Linked DNA regions of Mus musculus: region 2 is linked to region 1. A link is a contact called in public HiChIP or PLAC-seq data. All regions are on one chromosome and are shown on one strand. The core of a region is the stretch at or near the end of the contact, and the rest is flanking DNA. Distances in the headings are between cores, read along the strand shown.

Region 1 (6,431 bases), core at 2,790-5,289:
CAGGAGATGAAAATCTAACTAACACCCTCTTCACACACACACACACACACACACACACACACACACACACACACACACACACGGCTAAAAGTTAAATAAATTCAGTTACCTGTCCAGGGCAATAGCAGGAAAACTGAGGACAGTCACAGAGCAGAACACCTTGTGTAGGAATTTGAGCACCTTGCAGAAGAGCATCGTATAGATCCACCAGCAACAGTGAGGGCTGCTGCTCAGGATGATGTCGAAGGGCACACAGACCACACTGGCACAAATCCCGGAGCAGGCCAGGTTTTTAATGAACCTGTTGGTGACAGATTTGAACACTGTTGTGCGGCAAGTTGACCATAACACCATGAAGTTTCCTGGCCAGATATGTAAACAAAAGAAAAAAAGTAAAAGTGAATTAAGGATTTAAATAAAGAGGAAAGATGACAAAAAAAGGAAGGAAAGAAACACAGGTTAAATATATTAAAATGTTAAGAGTTTACTTCAGGCTATTCAAGGATATAGTGTCAATTTATGCAAAATTATTAGAGCACATATATACCAAAAATCCAAGAAATTGCATTGCTACTTGGTTATTTGATTTCAGGCAAAAGATACTGTGCAATGATGTAGCAGTCTTATGGTCAGTATTAGAAAAAGTCAGTCAGGTCTCAGGCAGTCTAATTTTTTTTCTTTTAAGGCGAGGTCTCCTATAGCCCATGGTGACCTTGAACTTCTGACCTTTCTGAGTATGTTCACCACATCCAGTTTACAAAGTGTGTAATCAAACCCAGGACTTTGTGTATGCACTAACTGATGGCTCCGACCATCAGGCAGTCTACTCTTCTCAAACTAGCTAATGATTTCTGCGTTGTAGAACAATCCAGAAGCAGCACAGTGAGAGCCACACTTTTTAGCTTTTTTTTTTCTTTTTTACAATTTTCTAGTATCTCACAGAGGGAAGCAAGTGAATTTAAATGATGTCTTTCATCTGACCCAATTAATCCTAAACACTGTGATTTATTTAACCCAATTAATCCCAAATATATGATTCAACACATCATTACTGATAAATTATTGATAAAACATTTTTATATTCTTGGTTTTGTGCTGTCTTTAGAATCCAATGTGGTTTGTTTGTTTGGTTTTGGTTGGTTGGTTGGTTTTGCTCTTACATTTCCAGACTCTCTCAGTTGGAATGGTCACATTTAAAGTGCTGAGTGGCCACGAGCAGTTAATTAGTGTGCTTTCTGTTGCAGTCATAAACACCATGACCGAAAACAACTTGGGGAGAAAAGCTCGTATTTGGCTCACATTCCACCACAGTGTATCATCTAGGAAACCAGGGCAAGAGATAAAGCAGGAACCTGGTGTCAAAAACTGAAGCAGACGGTGGAGGAGTGATGCTTACCAGCTTTCTCTCCAGCCTCAAGTAAAACTACCTTCACGTCCCCAGGCCTAGCTGCCCATTGCTGGCACTGCCCCTGTGAGCTGGGCCCTCCCACATCAATCATTAGTTAAGAAAATGCCCTACAGAGTTGATCCAGGCCAACCTGATGTTAGTATTTTCTCAATTAAAATTTCATTTCTCAGATCACCCTTGTTTGTGTCAAGTTGACAAAACAAACAAAACACAACAAAAAAACCACCAGTACCTATAACTAGTGACCCACATGGGGGACACTGAGATTCTAGATTTTGCATAACAATGACCTCATCAACCACCTCTCTTTGATGTTTCTCCTCCCATGGCTTCCACAGCCTACCTTCTCCAACTTTGTTCCTACTCTCCCACTTCCTTCAGCTTCTGATTGGTCTTTTCCGGGGACTCACTGCTGCTACAGCCTCTTCCTAGTTAGACCACCTTTCCCTGTGACTTCCCATCAAAATGCTGATGACCCCAGATTCATGGCCCAAAGGAGCCTTTTCCTCTCTCCAGACTCCTGTTTCCAGCCCGATTCCTTATCGCTCTCCCACTGTGTCATCCTCCAGGGCCTGGTGTTTGCCTGTCTGACCCCACACCTTTCCTCCTCTGGTTTGCAGAACATCAGCTCTCTAGCTGCTCTTGAGCTACACCAAGATTAACACTAACCACACATGTCTTTGTGTAGCATTTCTAGATTGCCTGGAATGTTCTTCATAAGTTTGGTTCCTTTTAATCCAGGTTTTAGTTTAAATACTGTCTCCTCCAAAAGGCCTTCTCTGACGATCTCTCTGTTTCAAACACATGCATTTCTTCCTCCACTTACATTACAATACTTTACTGTGCCTTTACAGTACATTCCTAACTATTATTAGCCATTTGTTTCTCTCTCATTGGGGAAAACATATGTAACCCTTGTTCAGTTACAAGTCCTTACATAGCTCATTATTAGGAAGAGTAGCCATCTTATAAATAATTGTTAAATAAATGAATTTATCAAAATACATGGGCAGACAGCAATCAAAAGTCCCTGCAGTGCAGCTATCCATTTTGGGAGTATGTATGTCGTCATCAGAGTTTCCAAAGAAAACTCTAAGTCAGAATGACATACTGCAAGGAGGCCTGTTTGGGATGAAGAGCTGCAGCTGCAGAGATGCCCCAGCACAGTGGGCTCTAAACTCAACCCTCAGACTCCTACACATGGAACCTGAAGGCCGTGAAGCTGGCCAGGGCCCATCAGCCTGTGGTACCCTTCAGTATCACACAGCCTATCCTTCCTTGGTCCATTCTGTAACTAGGGCATCCCGCTTAGGACACTGCTTGCTCTTGTGCATCTGCCCAAAGGATGCTGCTAGTAAGCCAATCTGACAGCAGAGCCACACGCTATGGGAAGGACATGGTACTAAGCCTGCTATCCAGGGCACAGGCTATCCAGAGCTCCAGGCAGAGTCACTCCAAGGAGCTGCCTTTGTCCTTGAATATGTACAGAACTTACTGCCAAGGTCTTCTCAAACTCAATGTTCTGTGATCTTCTAGACAATGTAGAAAAACCAACTGATACATCTAGACATGTGGGCCAGCTGTTTCCAGGAATTCTCTAAAGCACTCTGCATTAGTTTGGTGATAGTGACTCAAGAAAACATCAACAGTGATCACACACACACACACACACACACACACACACACACACACGGACTCCCACTTATTCAGGATAAGAGTTGTTTATACTGATGCCACCAGTCACCATGGTGATAAGCTGAACAATAATGATTTATGAGAATCCTCCTGATTTGGAAGCCTTTCGTCACTGGTACACAGATTTGAGTCTAACCAAAGCATCTTTCTTTACATAGTGTTACAGGCAAGACTTAAAAATATGCTCAGGATCTATTAATGTAATAGTCCACTGGAAGATATTGTCTATGAAGAGATGTACACATTGCGGTATATTTGATTTTCACTGCTAGAAGAGTCTTTATCCCTTAAAGAACTTCTCACAAATAAATTATTCCCTTTGTGAGAATCAAAATCCTGAGGATTTTCATGTTGTTTTTTGAATGTGTGTGTGTGTGTGTGTGTGTGTGTGTGTGTGTGTGTGTGTGTGTGCATTTGCATGCACACCTGTGTTGGGTTGGGTTGCCATGGTGCATATGTGGTGGTCAGCCACCATTATGAAACTTCTGGCCATCAGACTATGGTCTCCAAGCTTAAAGTAGCACTCCAAGGTAAAGGTCGCACCTTTACCAGCTGAGTCACTTTGCACTGGTCCCACAGTCTGTATATTTGAAACAACATATATTTTGGATTTTCAATCCATAATTTTAACCCTGTCACCCATGTTTAAGTCTCCTCTTGTAGCACCATGAGGCTGCTAGGCACCTCAGCACTTGGATCCATCCATTCCAAAGTTGTTTGAGTCAGATCTGTAGTCAAGTCCCAAACGACCACTAGCAACAGACTCACCAGCCTTCACCCATGCTCCTGGGCTGGACTGCTCTTTCCACCCTGGGAAGCATTTCCACTGAGTCCACAGCAGGAAGCCAGCACATTCCCACTGTAGGTCCCATGGCAGGCTCAGGGGGTGCCCATTATAGGACTCTGACTCACTGAGTCCAACACCAGCTTCCTGGATGAGGAAGCCCTGACAATGACTACCTCTGAGGGATGCTGGCAAAAGCATCTAGTGCTTAACTGCTGAGTCAAGTGTGTAAGAAATGCCTGGCAAGGCTTCCAAATCAGAGGAGTGCCCATACGTCATTACGTTCAGCTTATCACCATGGTGACAGTGGCATCAGTATAAGCAACTCTTATCCTGAATAAGTGGGAACGTGCGTGTGCATGTGTGTGTGTGTGTGTGTGTAAACACTTGTGATGTTTTCTTACTGAGTAACCATATGTCATCAAGTCTCCAGCCCCAAGCCCATAGTTCATAAACCTACATGACCATTGGGATCACCACGAAACTTCTAAAGTACAGAGTCCCTACATCTAACCCTACTACATCAGAACTTTAGAGAGCATAGGAATCTTCAGTTTCATGTGCACAGCAGGAAATTTGGATGGAGTAACCACACCTAGCTTCACCAAACCCAGCAGCTCAGGAATACTACACTCAGGATTCCTTAAATAGAAAGAAAAACACCTCCCCCCTCAAAACACACACACACACACACACACACACACACACACACACACACACACACACCATAAAGGCACACACAGAAATCTCAGAGAATCTGAAAACAAGCATCCATGGAGCCTGGAGGAAAGCCTTCTCCATCAAGAATCAGGGTGGAGCTTGACCCCACTTCAGTGTGGGCAGAGCTCCAGCCACGGGGCAGCTCTTCCTTTGGGAATACCATCACCAGACCCAGTTTTAATTTTTTATAACTGACCTTCTTTGATACTTTTTAATCTCTCCCAACAGACCCACTGGGCAACCAGAAAATGAGAATATTTTAATTAGCTTTAATAGATATATTCCTAGCACCCCCATTTCATGGTGTGGCCTTAAGTATATTGGAACTATCGACTTTGTTTTAGAAAGAAGAGAAGAAGTTGGGGTGAGGGAGTTGCTCACTAAAAGCTGTACAGGGGAGGAGTACACTTGGTGGAATTATAGAGAACGAGATCTGAATGGCTTGCTTCCCGGAGGCTTGCTTGCCAGGGTGCCATCTGGTTGCTGCAGCCTGGGAGCCCTCAGGCTTGCTCTAGTTACTTCTAGTCTGGGACTTCAGGTTTTTCCTGTTTCCCAATGAAATGCCTTTGAGTGATTACCAAGATGATGTAGAACCAATTCTTAAAATGCAGACAATGAGCCGGGCGTGGTGGCGCACGCCTTTAATCCCAGCACTCGGGAGGCAGAGGCAGGCGAATTTCTGAGTTCGAGGCCAGCCTGGTCTACAAAATGAGTTCCAGGACAGCCAGGGCTATAAAGAGAAACCCTGTCTCGTAAAACCAAAAAAAAAAAAAAAATGCAGACAATGTATAAAAATATAAAGGACAAAGGTTGAAGAGATGACTCAGCTGCTAAGAATGCTTACTGCTCTTCCAGAGATGGGTTCCCAGAAACCATGAGCAGCGCTCACAACTGCCTGTGACTCCAGCTCTTGGGGGTACTCGTTTTCTGGCCTGACTATATGGGTACCTACACACTAGTAGCCTGAATGTGTACGCGTGCATACACACACACACACACACACACACACACACACACACACACACACAAATATTTTTTTAAGCCTACAAAAGGGTAATAAGTAAAAGCACCCAGTGATTACCTATTGAAAACTTTAGGGATGCTTTTCACAAATAGGGATTTTTGTCTGTGCCAGTGGTAGCAAACTATGCATACTGCACAAGATCTAGTCATTATGTGGACTATGTTTCTGTAACAATAAGTAAAAGTAGATACATATCATCATCTTGACAGCTAAGTAAAGCAATAGTGCTTGTCTAATTATATCCCAATTAATTTATTTACTGTATATCAATGGACTTGTTTAAGCTCTTTCTAACAGTCCATTATTATACAAAGCTGGATAGAAAACCAAACTGCATATTTATTGATGAGAAATTCCTATGAGCATTTCTCTGTATATGTGAGTATATATATATATATATATATATATATATATATATATATATATATATACCTCTCTCCCATCACTTTCTCCTAAACACTGGGACTGGGGGAGTGTACCGCCTTGCCCAGCTTTTTACATGGACGCTTGAGATCAAAACTCATGTCCTCATGCTTCTGACTGAGCTGCATCCAAGGCCATTTTTGTTTTGAGGAGGGGTCTCACCAAGTTGCCCAGGAAAGCCTTGAACCTGGCTCTGGAGCTCAGACAGACCTTGAATTTGTGATCTTCCTGCTTCAGCCAGCCAAGCACCTGTGATTGAAGCCTATTCCAGGCCTGGCTTCAGCCTCTTTTACTCCTGCACTGCTACCTTCCTATTTATTCTCCTGGGCCAGTATTGGATGTGCATCAGATCTCATCCACTGCATGTGTCATTTATG
Region 2 (6,431 bases), core at 1,469-3,968, 590 kb after region 1:
AAGAGAAATACCTTCCCAAGGTGAGGAGACAGGGATGGAGACGCTCACTCGTGTGGACTCAACACAGCCACCATATCACAAGCCCTCCCCTTGGTGGGGGCCAAGCACGTTCTCGTTCTTGGCTTGCTGCCATAAGCTAAATATAACGAGAGAAGGGATTGGTATTGCTTTAAAATACTTAATTCAAAAGATTTGAATGCACAAATGGCTGGAGAGATGGCTCTTAGGGTAAGAACATTGACTGCTCTTCCCAGAGGACCCAAGTTCAATGCCCAGCACATATATGGTGGCTCACAACCGTCTATGACTCCCTCCCTCCGTGATCTAATCCCCTCTGGCCACTTTAAGCACCATACACATTTGGTACACAGACATACATGCAGGTGAAATAAATAAAGGTGGAAAGCAATAGAGGAAGATAATACTGACCCTTAGTCTCCACATACATGTGCACATACAAAAAAGGAAAGGGAAGGGAAGGGAAGGGAAGGGAAGGGAAGGGAAGGGAAGGGAAGGAAAGGGAAGGAAAGGGAAGGAAAGGGAAGGAAAGGAAAAAGAAGAAAGCAAGGGCAGAGCTTAACTTGTGAGTTGGATGAGTAACATTTAACAGACTTTAAGAAATTAAAGGTGCACACCTTTAATCCTATTACTCAGGAGGCAGAAGCAGGTGGATTTCTGAGTTTGATACCAGCCCAGTCTACAGAGTGAATTCTAGGACAGCCAGGGCTACACAGAAGAAACCCTGACTTGAAAAAGAAAAGAAAAAAGGAAAGAAAGAAATCTTCAGCCAGTGATGTGGTGACTTGTGACATATGTGGAGTTTCAGCTGCCATGGAGGCAGAAGCTGGAGGATTTGGCAAGACCCTATCTCAAAAAACAAGTAGGAGCCAGTGAGATGGCTTAGTGGGTAAATAAATGTGCCTGCCTCACCAGGCTGGGTGAGCTGAGTTTGATACTCATGATAGAAAAAGAACCAGCTCCCACGAATTGTCCTCTGATAGACACACACACACACACACACACACACACACATACACAGTAGCCTATGTGCACATGTACACACAGAGAACAAATATATTTAAAATATAAAAACCATAGGGTAAGGGGAGGGCTCAATGGTAAATTCCTTGCTTAGCATGCGTGAGACCTTGGAGCCAATCCCGGCACTGCCAAAAAGTGGCAGAAGCAAGGGTAGAAGAGAGGCCTTGCAGATGCTCGTTTTACTGGGGGGGTGGGGGGGTGGGGGGGGCGGAGTTTGGATGTGGGCAGGAGGAGGCAGGAGGAAGAGGCTGTCCCTGGGAGCTACTGCAGGACACTTCCCAGTCCTAACAGGACCGGGTTTGAGTTTTCCTTGTAGCTCATCAGTGGTGAGTTCATCGGAGCCTTGGCCATGAGTGAACCCAATGCTGGCTCTGACGTTGTCTCCATGAAGCTAAAAGCAGAAAAGAAAGGTAAGGTCACTTGCCACGGGGCATCTGGAAAAGGCAGAAAAACAAACTCAGAGTAAGGGAGTAGGAATTGGGAGTGGCCTCTGCTGGGTTCCTGTGCTGGTTCTCACAGTTCTGTGCAGTTCTGTGGACTGACTGACCAAGCCAGGCCAAGAGACTTCAGCAAACATTGGATTCCTGCCTTGCCCTTAGGAGATCACTATGTTCTGAATGGCAACAAGTTCTGGATCACCAATGGCCCTGATGCTGATATCCTAGTCGTGTATGCCAAGACAGATTTGACCGCTGTGCCAGCTTCTCGGGGCATCACAGCCTTCATTGTGGAGAAGGTGAGGGTGGTGGGTGTGACCCAGAGAGACTCCGCCTCTAACCAAAGTGACAGAGGTAACTAAGATTAACATCAGTGTTCTGTGCTCTGCCCCCAGGAGCATGCGGATAAGCAGAGACCAAAGCGGATAAGCAGGGACCAAAGAAGGTAGCCAGAGAGGCTGGGTCAAGTTTGAAGACAGTAAAACTGTCCACAGAGTTGAGGAAGAGGAAAATGGAAAAGAAGCCAGGAGCAGGAACTGCAGGGGAGGCTGAGGCATGGGTGGGAATGTGAATGAGACCTGCAAACCTCTGATAGTAAGGACAAGACAAGACACATCAGGAGTTAAAACTCGAGGGTCCCATTTTGGGTTTAGTTTTGTGATAAACAAATCCAGCCACACAGGTGACATGTATTTGTTGTCTGAGCAGCACTTAACAGGCAGGCTGGGTTAGTCTGAGGCTAGCCTGGCCTTTGTAGTGAGATCCAAGGCTGTCTATCAAGCAAGGCTCTGCCTCAAAGAATAAAAGTAAGAAAGAGCAAAGTTTTCAGTATAGAGAAAAGAAAGTCAGGAAGATTTGTTGTTGTTGTTTTGTTTTGGTCTCACTGTATAGCCCTGGCTGGCCTAGAACTCATTATTTAGACGAGGCTTCCCCTGACCTAACAGAGGTCCGTCTGCCCCTGCCTCCCAAGTGCTGGGATTGAAGGCATGTGCCCCACCCTGGAAAAGTTTAAAATATATAACTTTAGAGAGCAGGTGTTGGCTTCCTGCCATCTGCCTATAATGGCGATGAAGACAGAAAGCAGGTGCCACTGAGGCTTGGGGGCCCAGCTGCTGGGGGGGTACTAGAGAGTTTAAGTACACAGTGCCAAGGTTGGCTGTACACTCCATGAGGGATGGGGGGTAGCTAACTAAGGTTGGGACTGGAAAGGCCAGGAGGTAACAGAGCAACATGCGTGTCTCCCGGCCACTTGGCAACAGTGTATCTGAGTCATCTAGGTCAAAGCATGTAGGTGGTTGGAGTCCGGGTTCCTTTAGGGACAGGTGGGTAAAGAATGAGGGCAGATTGGCATGGGTTATGAGAGTATCTTCAGAGTGATATCCCTGGGAGAGTGGGGAGACCTGGGGACTGTTTCATTGAGAAAACTGCTCCCCTGAGAACCAGGAAGACGCAGGCTGCATGGCAGAGGAGTTGGGAACAAGGTTGGTTTGGTGTGAAGACTGGAGTTTTGCACAGAGAGAGAGAGAGGAGAACGAGAACTCGGGAGTAAGATGCTAGCATGCCACATTTGTAGATAAATCAGGTTTTCCCTTTATTAGCACCCCCCCACCCACCCCGTGGGGCAAGTCTAACCAGGGCCTCCTTTGGTTTCCTGTCAAGGGTATGCCTGGTTTTAGTACCTCCAAGAAGCTTGACAAGCTGGGTATGAGGGGCTCCAACACCTGCGAGCTGGTCTTTGAAGACTGCAAGGTTCCTGGTAAGTGACCAGGGAATAAGGGAGTCCCTGCCCTGACTCCTTTGCAAGTTGGGAAAACCCACTACCACACCCTTACAGAGGTTCGCCGCCATCATTTGTCCCGTGATGCACAGTTGGACTGTGGGCCTCCAGCTGCTGGACAGTTGTCTGTCCTGGCCACAGACCCTGCTGCTGTTGGCTTACCTGCCTATGATGGGGTTCTTCTGTGGGTACCACACCTTGCCTAGCCCCATCTACTGACATCCTTCAGACTTCCTGTGCACTGACTGTACAGCCCACGTGCTAGCCTGACTCTTTGTCATATATAACCCGAGGAAAACAGGTTAAAGGCAGAGAACTTATTTTGACTCATGGTTTCAGGTGTCAAGCCTATGGCCCTTTGGCACCATTGCTTCTGTACCTATGGTGAGACAGAGAATGAGGGGAAAGTGGCGAGGGAGAACTGCTTATTTTGTGGAGGTCAAATAGCAGTGATAGAAGAAACCAGAGTCCCTCTAGACTCTCACGGACACACCCCCAGAGGCCAGTTTTCCTTGGAGGTTCTTCCTCTGATCATTTCTGTTGTCTCCGCTGATGCCATCAAATTATGACTCCGTCATCAGGTTAATCCATTGAGCAGGTCAGCCTTCACAATCCAGTCACGTCCCAAACCCCACCTTGGAACACTGCTGCAGCAAGAGCCAGGCCTTGTGCACACACCAGCCCACCGCAGGGCATTCCCTACCGCTCTGAATTACACTCAGTAATGATGCTAAAAGCCCATCTGAATAAATTGACAGAAGCCAGACTCGATGAAGGAAAGGTAATTTGATTTTGCAGGAATAGCTTCTCCCTGTGCTATATCTGTAAACGTGACACCATGTAGCACTGTTAGAGAGCCGAGGGTGGGGATCTGGCCATCAATTAGGACTGCTTTGTGCATCAGCCACAAACCATCCTGAAATAGTGTGCTGTACACAGGGGGTCTCTAGAAAGGGAGACCGTGCAGACTCATCTTTGTAAAGAGGAAAAAAATCCACCCACCAGCCTTGAAAGCAGGTAGGCTGTCCGGTTTCTATACCCAATGTTCTGCCCACACCTCCCAAGTCCTTATTAGAGGGAGTGGGTGCTCAGTAACTTCTGTCACCAACACCCTAACTCAGAGACAAAGGCGCTTTCACGAGCATCATTGAGAGGTGACCCTACAGACGACCTCAGGCACCGAGTTCTCTGATTTCTATGTTAGTAGACATCAGGTGTAGAAAGAAGCGAAGAGGGGCAGGGTGAATTCTAAACCAGTCAGCTTTTCTTCTGTCTCATCCTAGGGTCCAGGACAAGAAAGGAAAAGGAAAGATCTAACAGCTTGGGGTTCTGTAGTGTTGTGGATGCTGGGGGGGGGGGTCGTGACCTAAAGCTCCACTTCTGCCTGGAAGTGGCAAAGTTCATCTTTTCCTCTCTCTTGAAACCCTAGTTGAAGGTTGAGTGACTCACTTTTGTGCCTTATGTGACATAGTACCTTCTATCCAAGTAAAGAGGCTATGAGCAGCCTTCTCTGACTTGCGTTTATCCCTGCAGCCGCTAACGTCCTGAGCCAGGAGAGTAAGGGGGTCTACGTATTGATGAGCGGGCTGGACCTAGAGCGCCTGGTGCTAGCAGGTGGGCCCCTTGGGTAAGTGTAAAGGGGCTGAAGGCCTCCTGGGTAAGCACAACATGTCACCAGCATGCGGCTGGGGGGTACCTGAGATCTCCAGCCCTCGTTAGGTTAGCAGCTTCACCCTGGTATGCAGCAAAGACACAGGAAAGTTACTTCTGTCCTCGAGAATCTCCTCCTACATTTAACTTCTTTACCCAGAAGGGAAATGGTATGAGGTGACAGATGCCAGGGCTGTTTAGTCACTGTGGTTGTGAAACCAGAGGCCCAGACTCTGCCCGCTGCCCACTGCCCGCTGCCCGCCACACCTTCTTGATCTCAGAGAAAGGTACATGGGAGCTGGGCAGGCGGTGCTGTGGCTGAGCAAGGGGTCTCTCAGGCTCCTTTACCTTTTCTCTGGGATTTCAGTTCCCATCTCAACCCTCGGGCCCGATGCCCTGACATACCCACTCCCCACTTGACAACACAACTCCACAGGCTTCCTCCTTTCTGGCAGGATCATGCAGGCTGTCCTGGACCACACCATTCCCTACTTGCATGTGAGGGAGGCCTTTGGCCAGAAGATCGGCCAATTCCAGGTAAGCGAAGTAGTTGCTGAAATGCCTTCTTCCACTGGGTTAAGGTTTTCCGTTGGGGAGAAGAGGCTGTCGAGCGAGCACTGTGGGATAGCTATTGTCCTTCTCTTACAAAATGAGCCTTGGGCTGGCGAGATGGCTCAGTGGGTAAGAGCACCCAACTGCTCTTCTGAAGGTCCAGAGTTCAAATCCCAGCAACCACATGGTGGCTCACAACCATCTGTAATGAGATCTGACTCCCTCTTCTGGAGTGTCTGAAGACAACTACAGTGTACTTACATATAATAAAAATAAATAAATCTTTAAAAAAAAATGAGCCTGAGATCATAGAACACAGCTCCTTCCCACCCAGCCTGGCTCTGGAGGGCCATCACGTCCTATTGGGGATGAATGGACCCAGCACTGTACGGCTGGAAGGTAAAGGATGCAGCACACTGGGGCTTAGGAGAACAGGAGCTGACTTAATACTCCCACCTTTCTGGCTGGAGGAGGCTGCTAGAAGCTAGCCACTCGAGAGGCAGCTCTTTGGCCTCGTCTCCTAGAGCTGTTTCCATCTCCGTGATCCTAAGCGGGTCCCGTCTTTTCTTTGTACCCTGGTCCCTCATCCGTGGCTATCAGTTTGTCCTTGCCATTGACCTGCTTTTGGTAATTAGAATGTCCCAGTATGTTGACCCGTTGGTTCCTCCTGTGCCAGCTGATGCAGGGAAAGATGGCCGACATGTACACCCGCCTCATGGCAAGTCGACAGTACGTCTACAATGTCGCCAAAGCCTGTGACGAGGGCCACATCATTCCCAAGGTGAGGGCGATTCTTTGGGAAGAAGAGGTGGGGCGGTGGGTCATTTCCTGGGATGGGCGTCGTTGTGCTTGTCAGGACACTGCTGAGCAGAAAGAACCTCCTTCCACAGGACTGTGCCGGTGTGATTCTGTATGCAGCCGAGTGTGCCACACAGGTAGCCCTGGACGGCATTCAGTGTCTAGGTGAGTGGCTC

Evidence for each region. HiChIP or PLAC-seq counts read pairs in DNA pulled down with a chosen protein or histone mark.
Region 2: a contact with region 1 is called in a FOXA1 HiChIP or PLAC-seq map of pancreatic cancer cells. The contact joins two enhancer-like sites. A contact is called at or near these places in 4 of 115 datasets of contacts at active chromatin or transcription factors (bone marrow-derived macrophages, embryonic basal ganglia, forebrain and 1 more) and 1 of 9 other capture datasets (liver).

Annotation. Positions count from the first base shown.
Region 1 is chr2:118,283,797-118,290,227 of GRCm38.p6, forward strand. Gpr176 (G protein-coupled receptor 176) reads right to left here. Exons shown (of 3, transcript NM_201367.3): 2 at 110-362. Among named protein-coding and RNA genes, the nearest start is that of 1700054M17Rik, 18 kb to the right of the region's middle. Within about 2 kb of position 4,040, at least 46 of the 459 cell types and tissues checked have an H3K27ac peak or open chromatin away from gene starts, as enhancers often do. A contact at or near this core is called in pancreatic cancer cells, where this site is marked.
Region 2 is chr2:118,871,528-118,877,958 of GRCm38.p6, forward strand. Ivd (isovaleryl coenzyme A dehydrogenase) reads left to right here. Exons shown (of 12, transcript NM_019826.4): 4 at 1-20; 5 at 1,358-1,451; 6 at 1,641-1,777; 7 at 3,138-3,234; 8 at 4,789-4,882; 9 at 5,361-5,442; 10 at 6,134-6,238; 11 at 6,348-6,420. Among named protein-coding and RNA genes, the nearest start is that of Ivd, 13 kb to the left of the region's middle. Within about 2 kb of position 2,719, at least 14 of the 459 cell types and tissues checked have an H3K27ac peak or open chromatin away from gene starts, as enhancers often do. A contact at or near this core is called in pancreatic cancer cells, where this site is marked.